Linked DNA regions of Manis pentadactyla: region 1 is linked to region 2. Evidence: chromatin contacts called from public Hi-C data. All regions are on one chromosome and are shown on one strand. The core of a region is the stretch at or near the end of the contact, and the rest is flanking DNA. Distances in the headings are between cores, read along the strand shown.

The links. Hi-C and Micro-C count contacts between places; a contact is called where the count stands out from the background.
Region 1: a Hi-C map of skin fibroblasts shows a contact between it and region 2, with 9 times the contacts expected there. The contact joins the promoter of FBXO42 here to the promoter of FAM131C in region 2. A contact is called at or near these places in 3 of 3 Hi-C or Micro-C datasets (blood, fibroblasts and skin fibroblasts).

What each region holds. Positions count from the first base shown.
Region 1 is chr4:11,783,753-11,789,016 of mManPen7.hap1, reverse strand. FBXO42 (F-box protein 42) reads left to right here and starts at 1,769. Exons shown (of 10, transcript XM_036914372.2): 1 at 1,769-1,978.
Region 2 is chr4:11,563,241-11,567,855 of mManPen7.hap1, reverse strand. It overlaps FAM131C (family with sequence similarity 131 member C), which reads left to right and starts at 1,703. Exons shown (of 7, transcript XM_036914352.2): 1 at 1,703-2,022. The coding sequence starts at 2,001. LOC118926922 (a long non-coding RNA gene) reads left to right here and starts at 3,878. Exons shown (of 3, transcript XR_005030658.2): 1 at 3,878-3,948; 2 at 4,182-4,389.

The DNA.
Region 1 (5,264 bases), core at 520-3,019, 220 kb before region 2:
ATAGTACCTACTTAACAGTGTTGGGCACATAGTAAGAGTACACAATAAACACCAACTGTGATTCCTATTACATATTTTGCTTTAATAAAAATATATTTATAAATTTATAAATTGCTTACTACAATTTATACTTTTATATTGACTTATTTACTTGTTTATTGTCTGTCTCTCCCAGTAGACTATAGAGGCCCTTTCTGAGGGTAAGGACTTTATTAGTTTTATTAAAAAATATATTACCATACATATCACATGGGTTGGCACATAGTAGGTGCTCACTAAATATTTGACTGACTGTCCTCTTAGTTGTCAAATTTCCAGTTCATTCATTCATTCAACAAATATCCAGTGAGTCCCTACTGTGTGCCAGTCTCTATATTAGTTGATAAAGCAGTGAACATAACAGACAGAAAAAATCTGTGCTCTCTTGAAGCTGGAGATCCAGGGGTGGAGTGGTTCCATACTTGAACTTGTTCCAACACCATCCAACAGTTACAAAACTAACTGGGCATCAGAATCCCCAGGGAACTTTGAAGAAGTCTGAAGCAGGGTCTAAGGTGGGCCCTGGAACCTGCATTTTAAAAAGGAAGTGCTTAATAGCTGGTCCAGTGTTTCTTACATTGAGCTCCATAGGTTATTTGGTGGGGGGAGAAAGAGATTGGTCCCAAGTTCGACAATTTTTAAGCTTGGGGATTTAATGACACAATTTTAATATATCCTTTACCAGCTGTAATTGCCAAGTTTCTCTTCTGCAGTGACATTTCCCTGAAAGACTTGAATTTCTTAAGTCAGTGTTTCTCATACTGAGATTCCATGAGTGCATTCCCAAGGATCTTTGCATTATTCAATTTTGAGGAACACAGATCTAGTGCTTTCTAGAGCAAGGCTAACCCAAATCTGCTCAATAGTGCCTTGCTCACTCGGACCTATATCCTAAGAGATATCCCAGAAGGTCCATTTTATCCCAGGGTGGTGGGTTGGCAGCTCAAGGTTACTTCAGTTTTAAGTGCAAGAGGTGAAGACTGAAGCCCCGGGGCTCTGTATCTCTGGTATTTCCTTAGACCACATGCGGTGCCATGAAGGGGTCTAAAAGGTGGTCACAGACCAAGTTGCTCCCTTGGAAGGGGATTTTGCTGGAATTCAACGCCTGGTGATAAGTGATAGCATAAAGTACAGCAGCTTGGGAACCAGACAGTCTTGAGTTCAAATCTGGTACCGCCCTGCCGTCCTCCCCATGTGTGGCCTCGGGAAAATGAGTGCTACTTCTCTGTGCCTCAGTTTCCACATCTGAGAAATGGAGCCAGTAACAAGTTACACAGCGCTTGCTTCAGTTAAGGGAGGCTTCACTTGCACAACCAAGGCACTGAGTTCCCTCCCTGAGTTGGCATCCAAGAGCACTTCCATCCGCAACTGCTCTCCGCTGTGTTCAACCGGGCCCCCAGGGGGTACAAATGAGTTAATTCCCGGTCAAACGCCTGTCATAGTCTCACGTCCCTGGGAAAACCGCTCAAGTTGCCCCAGGCAGTGCAAAGGAGGGTGGGTGCAGATCTGAGGTCGGTTCTAGGTACCTAAGGACGGCGGGCGCGGAAGCGCGACGTTTCTTAGCTTCGCTCACCCAGAGCAGCGTTCCAGCTTCTGGAGAACCTCTGCGCGTAGACACGTCCCTTCCCAACATGGCGCCGCCCCAAGGCTGCCTCGCGCGGACCCGCCGCGCTTAAGTGTGCGCGCGCGGCCTCCGCGCCGGGACCCGGCGCATGCGCACTCCGCGCTGTCTTCTCCGGGGCCAGAGCAGCAGGGGCCGCGGCGTTTGAGTGGAGGAAGATGGCGTCTCCGTGAGGCTCGGGGTCCCGCCAGCTGTGAGGGGCCCCGAGTGCGGCAAGTGCGGCCTGAGGCGGAGCGCCTCTGGCCCTGCCCTGTCTTCGGCTCCCTCATCGCTGTCGCCAGCCGAGCGAACCTGAGAGCGTGGCGCGGGCTGGGCCAGGTGAGGCCTCTCCTCCTCCCGGGACCGCGGCGGGGAGCCAGCGCATCCTGCCCTTTATGCCCGGGGCTCGCAGGGGGCAGTGGGCGCCCCGGGTTCGGCGCAGGCCCTGCACCCCGCCCGGCGGTCAGTGCCGGCAGACGTGGGGGCCTTGCGGTCATCATCCTTGGCCTTCCTGTATTAGGCAAGGAGGAGGAGAGCCACTTTCCAGCCAGCCCTTAGGATGGAAGTCATTTTGGCCCCTCTCCTCAAGCAGGGCGGTTCTCAGTGGGGCCTCGAAAGGGTGTATGACCAGGATAAGGGTGACTGAGGGTGTAATATAATCTTTCACCCCACCCCGGAGTCTTTAACGCCTTGCGAGGGAGCCGGTGTCTGGTGCCCTCCAAAATTGGGACTGCGGCGAGGGGCAGCATCTCGGAAGCTGCAAAGGGAAGATTTTGGAATTAGCTTAAAAAATAAAACACAAGCAGCCTTTCCCACCCCTTAGCTTTTTGAGCGTTCCCCTAGCGAAGTGGGAACTGAGGATCTCCTTGATTGAGACAGCGAATCCACGTTGTGACTGTGGAAGGCTTCTGGTGAGAGTTGTTTGTGCAAAGGGAACGGGGGAGGGTGGGAACGAATTTGCAAACGAGGGAGAAACAACGCTAAGATCTTGATGGTCTCTGCAGAGTTAACTTCGGACTAAGGAAGCTCTCGTTCGTTTGAAACCTTTGTTTGGATTGTTAAGATTCGGAGTTGCTGTTTTCTATGAAATCTCCCGAATTTTATTAGTAAAATAAAAGCGTCATTTCATAATCGCCAGAATTTCTGGACTTTTTTGGGGGGGCATTCTGATAGTTTTGGATGAAGATTCAGACACATATTACCAGTTCTCATTTGCTGGCGGGGACGTTGTAGTAGGCTTGTTACTCTTTTTTGAAAACAACTTGTTGTTCAGATGCTAATTTGGAGACTTTGATGTAGTTTCTATCACGTGGGGAAGCCGGTTTGAAGGCTTGTGATCTCTTCCTTGAGAAATGATGGCTTCAGCTGGAATCGTGCTATGGGGAATTGTTGAGGCTATGGTTTTTGGCTTGGATACGCCAAATACCTTTTATGACTAAAATTTGTTTTGTTAGTGCCTAAGAATGATGACATCGATTTAAAGGGACAAGGAAAATTTGAGAGGAAATCCTATCTTTAGAATTGAAGGTTTAAATTTCAGTCTGTAGCTTTTATACAGAATAGTGATGCTCTCAGATTCCTAACTTTGAGATACTATGAGTGGGTGCCCTTTCTCTTGTATGTTGTCATCTTAGACCCTGCAACTTCGCTTTTGACAAGCCCAGTATAAATACAGTACTCAGTGTACATTTGACCCACCGGTGTTTTGTCTTTGAAAGTTTTTAATTGCTAAAATGACAATCGTCTAGTTTATTATTAGCAAATCCTTTGACCATTTTCCCCTTAAATCCTTTTCCATAGAGAGTTGTAGATTTTCTTAGGGATGTAAACCCAAACCAACAACTTCTCCTTGTACAAAATTGAAGAGCCACTCTACATTTCAATTTGCTAAGAGAGTCATGAAATTAATGCAGTAAAACATCCTGGTGGCTTGACACTATGCTTCTTGGCATAATGTGTTGCATTGTTGTGCTAAATCATCATCAGGTATTGATGCAGCTTCATGACACCCATGACATCATTCACTCTCCAGCATTCTGCCTTTAGCAATTCCTTGCCTTCTCATAATCACAAAAAGAACAGATCAGGAAAAATAGCTTAGGATGCTTCTTAATGTCTGATTTCTGGAAGAGTCTTCATCTAACACTGCTTTACGTAGTTAAAACCCTTCTGTAAGATTCAGAGCTGTTTGATTCCTTCCTATTATGAAGTGAAGCCTGGAAAATGCTAGCAAAACCTCTGGGTTATACAAGAATATTGAGGTTCCAAGGAGAAGTAATCCCAAAGATGGATAAATATGTGATTATCTTTGTGATTTCAGGGTTGTTTCAGTCGGTTAACAATGCCTTATAAAACCAAAAGCTACTTGGTTAAATGATGTCCTTTCCACTTCACAAGATTGTTGTGTGGATCAAAGGAGGTAATGTTTGTGAAAGCACTTTGTAAATTAGAAGATAAATGTAAAAATGATTGTTCAATAAATCAGTTTTATGAAAACAACTACTGAGGGTCTTCTGTGTGCTGGGCATTTTGGGAAGTAGGTGCTAATGATTCTAAGATAAGACAGCTTTTGGTCTCAAGCTGCCTGCAGCCTGGTTGGAGAGCCAGACAGGGGAACCAGTTAAGTATATTATAGTGTGAGAAGTGCCCAGAGTCCAACCAAGGGAGTCAGGAAAGGCTACTCAGAGCAGAATGGCTTTCCCCAACCTTTCCTATTGTTCTGCAGAAAAATCTGCCTTCTATGAGTGACTTGCTTTTTATAAAAACTTACCAAAAAAATTTATCTTGAGTTCTTTTCCCCTTTTATTCATTCACTGTCATTGACACTTCCCACACAGTATGCCCCAGTTATGGTTTCTGCATTCTAAAAAACCCAACAGAGTCTTGAGAGAACCTTTCTGAGAGTTAGTCATATGTGCAGGCAACAAACACAGACATTACAGCTACAATTAAAATATCTCAGATTACTAAGTGGCAACAACTTTAGAGTGATGATGTTTTGCTTTTTGTTTTGTACACTGACACAAGCAGTACTGTATGATTTTAATTTGGTTACATTTAATTAATGTTTACTTGTCAGTCCCTTAGAATGTTGACTGTAAGTGGTTATTCGTACTGCCTCCATTCTCCCAGTGATAAAATGTGAAGGTCCTTTCCTTTTTTTGTGAAGCTGACAGTTTAAGCCACACCTATGCTATTTTATAGAATCTATGTGGACTGAGATTGTTTATCAATGAATAGTTTAATAAAAAAAAAAGAATCTATGTGAATTGAGATGGCTTAGCATCTCTGATACTGAATTTCTGTATCCCAATAGAAGTTCCTCACCTTTTATAATTACCTACATTTTGCCTACATTGCAAGAATTTTAATGAGTTTTTGGATTGAATAGAATCTTTAAGTAATGCAGTATTGTTTTAGTTGAACAGGTGCAATCTGTATCTTAACTGAAAATGAGTGTTTTAAGGTTGTGGTTGACAAAAGTGAACCACATTTTTCTGTATGGTGGCTGTTACACCTGAAAGGATGACCTATAGAAAAATCATTTAAAAATTGCCCAGTATTAAGCGCAATACAGCTTATTTTTAAGATTGTTTCTTGTAACATTCTTTTAAATGTCTTGTGA
Region 2 (4,615 bases), core at 454-2,953:
CAGCTGTGACCAAGCGCCCCGCGTCAGGGTGAGTCAGAGCTCTCTCTCCAAGCCAGATCCAGTCACTCTGCACCAGGCAGAAGGGAAGGGACACTTCAGCCTCCCCATCCCCGGGCTACGCAGGACAGGACCCTGGAGCCTGGCCACAGGCAGACCTGTCTTTCTCACACAAGAGCAGGCACACACCTGGCACTGTGCAAGGAACTGGAGCATCCCTGGTGATCAGGACAGATCTGGAGGGTGGGGCTGGTCTCATGGGGGCAGAACATGGGGGGCTCTGAGCACCTGTGATGAACACAGCACTGACTTTAGGACTGGCATGTCTGTCTTGTTCACAGTGGCACATAGTAGGTGCTTCATACACATCCACTGAATGGAGCTTCTCCAGGCTTCGCATAGGTGCAGGAAAGCTGTGTTCACCATTACTATTATTTATTTTTAACCCTAAGTTAAGTACCTACTGTGTGCCAGATATTTGCATATATTATCTCATGAATCCTGACAGCGATTCTGCAAGATGAGATTTTTACTCCCAATTAACAGATGAAAAAACGGAGGCTCAGGGAGGTGAAGCAATTTGTCCAAGGTCACACCCTTTTGTGTGAGCTGAGCCCCAATTCACAGCCGGTCTGCTGACACCAGCAGCTAGGGCCACTCTCCACCAGACTTTGTTCAAGAGAGGGCACCAGGCCTGGAAGAAGAGAAAAAGCGCAGCACCCACCCCACCCCCTACCCCAGCCTCTGGAAGTCCCACCAGGCCCGACCCTGCCCTGCTAGAGGCCTCCAGCTCCACCCTATGCTCCTGCCTATTCATCCTCCCAAACCCTGCTGGGCCATCCCCAGGTTTTTGAAGGGAACCAGTGAACCTGAGTTCCTCACCTATAAAAGGTTTACAGGTATATGTAAGGATGGAGAGACAAAATATGTGCAAGTGACTCAGACATAGAAGGGCTATGTGCTTGGGGAGGTTTGCTAAGGAGCTGTGGGTGTGGTGATTGTATGTAAATAGGAGTGTGTGTGGCTGTTAGTGAGTGTGTGCTTGTGTGTACAAGTGTGTGGCTGTGTGTTAGCATGTGCCAGTGTGTACGTGTGTGAGAGTGAGTTTGCAGGTGGGCCCGTGATTAGAGTGGCCCACTGTTGCTCCATTAGACAGGATTCCCAGGCTGAGACCCTGGGCCTCAGTTCTCATTGCCCTATATTAGCCCGAGAGGCAGTCTTGCCCCACTTCGGGCCTTGCAGAGGCCATGCAAGGTGATGCTTGATGCCTGTCCAGCAGTGAGCCACTAGTATGCTACTCCCATCACTGACCCTCCACCCTACGCCAGGGTCCCCAGAATGAGGAACTGACGGTCAGAAGTCTCTGTCCCTCACAGCTAAGGGACCTCCGCAAGGCATCTGACTTCTGGGGCCTCATTTTCGTCCCCTGCAAAACAGGTGTAAGGGAAGTATTGTTACTGTGTTCAGCCAGGTGTCTGGTTATTAAATTAATGTTGTGTACTTTGTGCCCCAAAAGCCAGAATCTCCCCGCCCCCACCGCCCCCTTCCCTGACCTTCAGGCCCTGTCACCAGGTGGCGCGACAGGAGGGCCAGAGGTTCGGCTCCTCGCGCCCTGCGTGGCCCGCCACCCTTCCCGCACCCCCCAGCCTTCTCCGACCCCCGCACCCGCCAGCCCGGGCTGCGGCAACAGGTGAGCCGGGCTGGGGCAGGGGCGGGGCCCCTCCGCGCGGCTGGGCGCCCCGGGCTCTGGGCGGGCGGTCCCCGGGGCCCCCGCCGGCGGTGCTGCCCGCGGCCCGCAGAGCGCGCGCGGCGCGGGAGGCGGCGGCGGGCACGACCCGGCGGAGCCGCAGCCGCGGCGAGCGGAGCCCCGGCCCCCTCCGCGCCGCCCGGCCGCCCGCCCTCCAGCTGCGCCGGCGCCGCGCGCGAGCCCAGGCCCGCGGAGACATGAGCGCCCGGCTGCCCGACGCACCCGAGGCGCAGCGCTGCGGCCCCGTGGCCCCGCGATGGGCTCCTGCGTGTCGCGAGGTAAGGAGACCACGCGCCGGGCGGGAGGGGGTGCCGCGCCCCGGGTCCCCGCGCGCAGGACGCGCACACGTCCGCTCAGCCGCTCCGAGGAACCTGGGTGGGGGAGACCCGCCCTTCCCGGAGCAGCCGCACCCCACCCGCGCCGAGCCCCACGCGACACGGTGCCTCGGGGCGGACAGGGCGCGTTGGCGGGGTGGAGAGGACGGCACAGCGGAGAGTGTGGGGAGGTCACCGCATCCCCGCCCGCGTGGAACCACACCCGGCAGGTGGCATGAAGCAGGGTCCTTCCTTCCCAGCAGCCACACACCCCCTGCCAGGTGCTCTGGAGGGCAGGGAGGCTGTGGTTCACCTGGCGTCTCCGGAGGGGCTGTGGGGGCCCCAGGAGAGCAAGCAGACTCCCCCTCCCACATGACCCAAGTCACGGGCCTTACCAGCTCAGTGGCCCCACCCTGTCCCCTTACCCCATGCCCGTGTTCGGAGTCCCTGAACCCCACGGGCAGCCAAGGGTTAACAGAGAGGAACAGATCACAAAGAAGGTACCCCTTCCCCCACCTTTATCCCTAACTCCTCATCCCCACCCCCATCCTCGGTTAGGGGACAGGAAGGGACAGAGACAGCTGATGTTCCCAACAACCCCCGGGCCTTTCTGTCTGTCTCAGCGCTTTAAAAGCCGCCCTGACCGGGCACCCTTCCCTCTCCCCCCTGTGCCCAAGCCCCGCTTCTACCCAGGTGGTGGAACCCCGGAGCTGGAGCGAGCTGCCCTGGGGGTACGGCAGGAGTCTGCCCAGAGCAGGGGGCTTGGCAGGTCGGTCTTTGAACCCTGCCCCCCACCAGCTTTCCAACAGGCTGCCCAGCAACATTCTCAAAGAGGTTCACGGCGCCATTCTCCCACCTGCTCTCTTCACCCCACAGTGTAGAGGCAGGCTCAAGTCCAGCCCACTGACTCCAACCACGAGGCCTTGGGGGCTGCCACCCTCCCCATCACCCCCAGTAGCTTACTCAGGCGCAGAGGGATGAACAGGCCTTAGGGAGGAGCTGGGCAGGCCCTGGAGGGCGCCTTGTCTTGGGGGATGTTCAGGAAGCAGCACAGCACCCCGGCCCTGAATCCTCTGCTGACCAGTCCACGCGGGACATTCAGGGAAGTGCCTCAGGAGGGTGCGAGGGCTGGGGTCATGGGTGGGGGTAGGCTGTGTGAGGGTCAGTCATTGAGCGGATGTTAGCATGACGCCTCCTGTGTGCCAGGCACCGCGTACATACTGGGCACCCAGCACAGCATCTGCTGTCGTGAGGCCTGAGCCTGCAGAGGGAAAGTTGTTTTGAGAGTGAGGAGTGTTTCAGGTTCCTTAGGATTGACAGGCGCTCAGAGTGTCTCCAGAAACCCCTAAACTCTGGACAGGCTTCGGACGTTGGTGCTCTGGGATCTGCTGTTTCTTTGGTGGCTGTGTCCCTTCCCCATCGCTTGGCCATCCTGTGCCAAGCACTGGGGGCCCAGCCCCAGGTGGCCTTGCCTGCGAGCTTCAGAGCAGCCGGACACAGTGCAGAAGCCAGGAAGGAAGAGGGGCTGGCCAAGGTCAGGCTGCGAGGTGGCATCAGGGCTGGGCTGGGGCTGGGGCCCAGGTCCTCGGAGCCCCTACCTGGGGCTGGCAGCCTCTGCCGCACCTGTCTGAGGTCACACCACTCGAGACAAGCTCCCTCCACCCTTCCTGCTGTGGCTGGGCTCCGAGTGCCACCTCCAGATCTCACTGTGTGTTCTAACTTTGTCCCCCTCCTGAGCGGGTCAGGTAGGACCACTGACAGTCTCAACACGCACACAGACAAGTTGGAGGAAGGTGAAGAAGGTATGGGGCCGCTTGAGCAGGCACTCTGGGTGACTGAACACCTACTCCTCCAGTCACTGATATTCTGAGAGTGCTTACCATTTACCAGGTCCTGGCTGGGACATTACAGGCACAACCAGCTAATCTGAGGTATATACCAGGGTCCCGGTTTTACAGAGGGGGAAACTGAGCAGACAGGAGTTGAGTGACTTGCCCAGGGCAAGTCTTCAGAGGCAGCACTTCAGCACAGTTGCGCTGGCTCCAGACCTGGGCCCTTAGCCTCTGCGCACACGGCAGCCGGCCCTCAGCCCCCAGGCGGGTAGCTGTTCCACTCCTCTCCAGCTGCGGGCTTCCATGAGCCTCTGAGCCCCACGCCTCATCTCCACACCTGCACCAATTGCTGATAACGGCCCCCTTGCGCTGGGTGCTGCTCTGGGCCAGGTACGCAGCCTGAAGCCAGGCCGGAGATTACAAGCCTCATGCTGGTGCCCATATGGACCCCAGAGCCTGCACCCAGCCGGAGCCACCCCAGCTAAACCCCAAACCCCAGGTACAGGTCACACGTGGAGAGTCACCCCATCCCAGCATGGGGCAGCAGTCAGCTTTCTGTGCCGGGCCTGAGAGGTTGAGAGGTTAGGTGTGCACACTCTAGTGGCGGCCAGCCCGGGCTCGCATCCCTGCTCCACCATTCACGAGCTCCGAGACCTCAGCCAGCTACTTGACCTTGTACATGTATCTCAGTGTTCTCAGCTCTAACATGGGCATCGTCGGTGGAA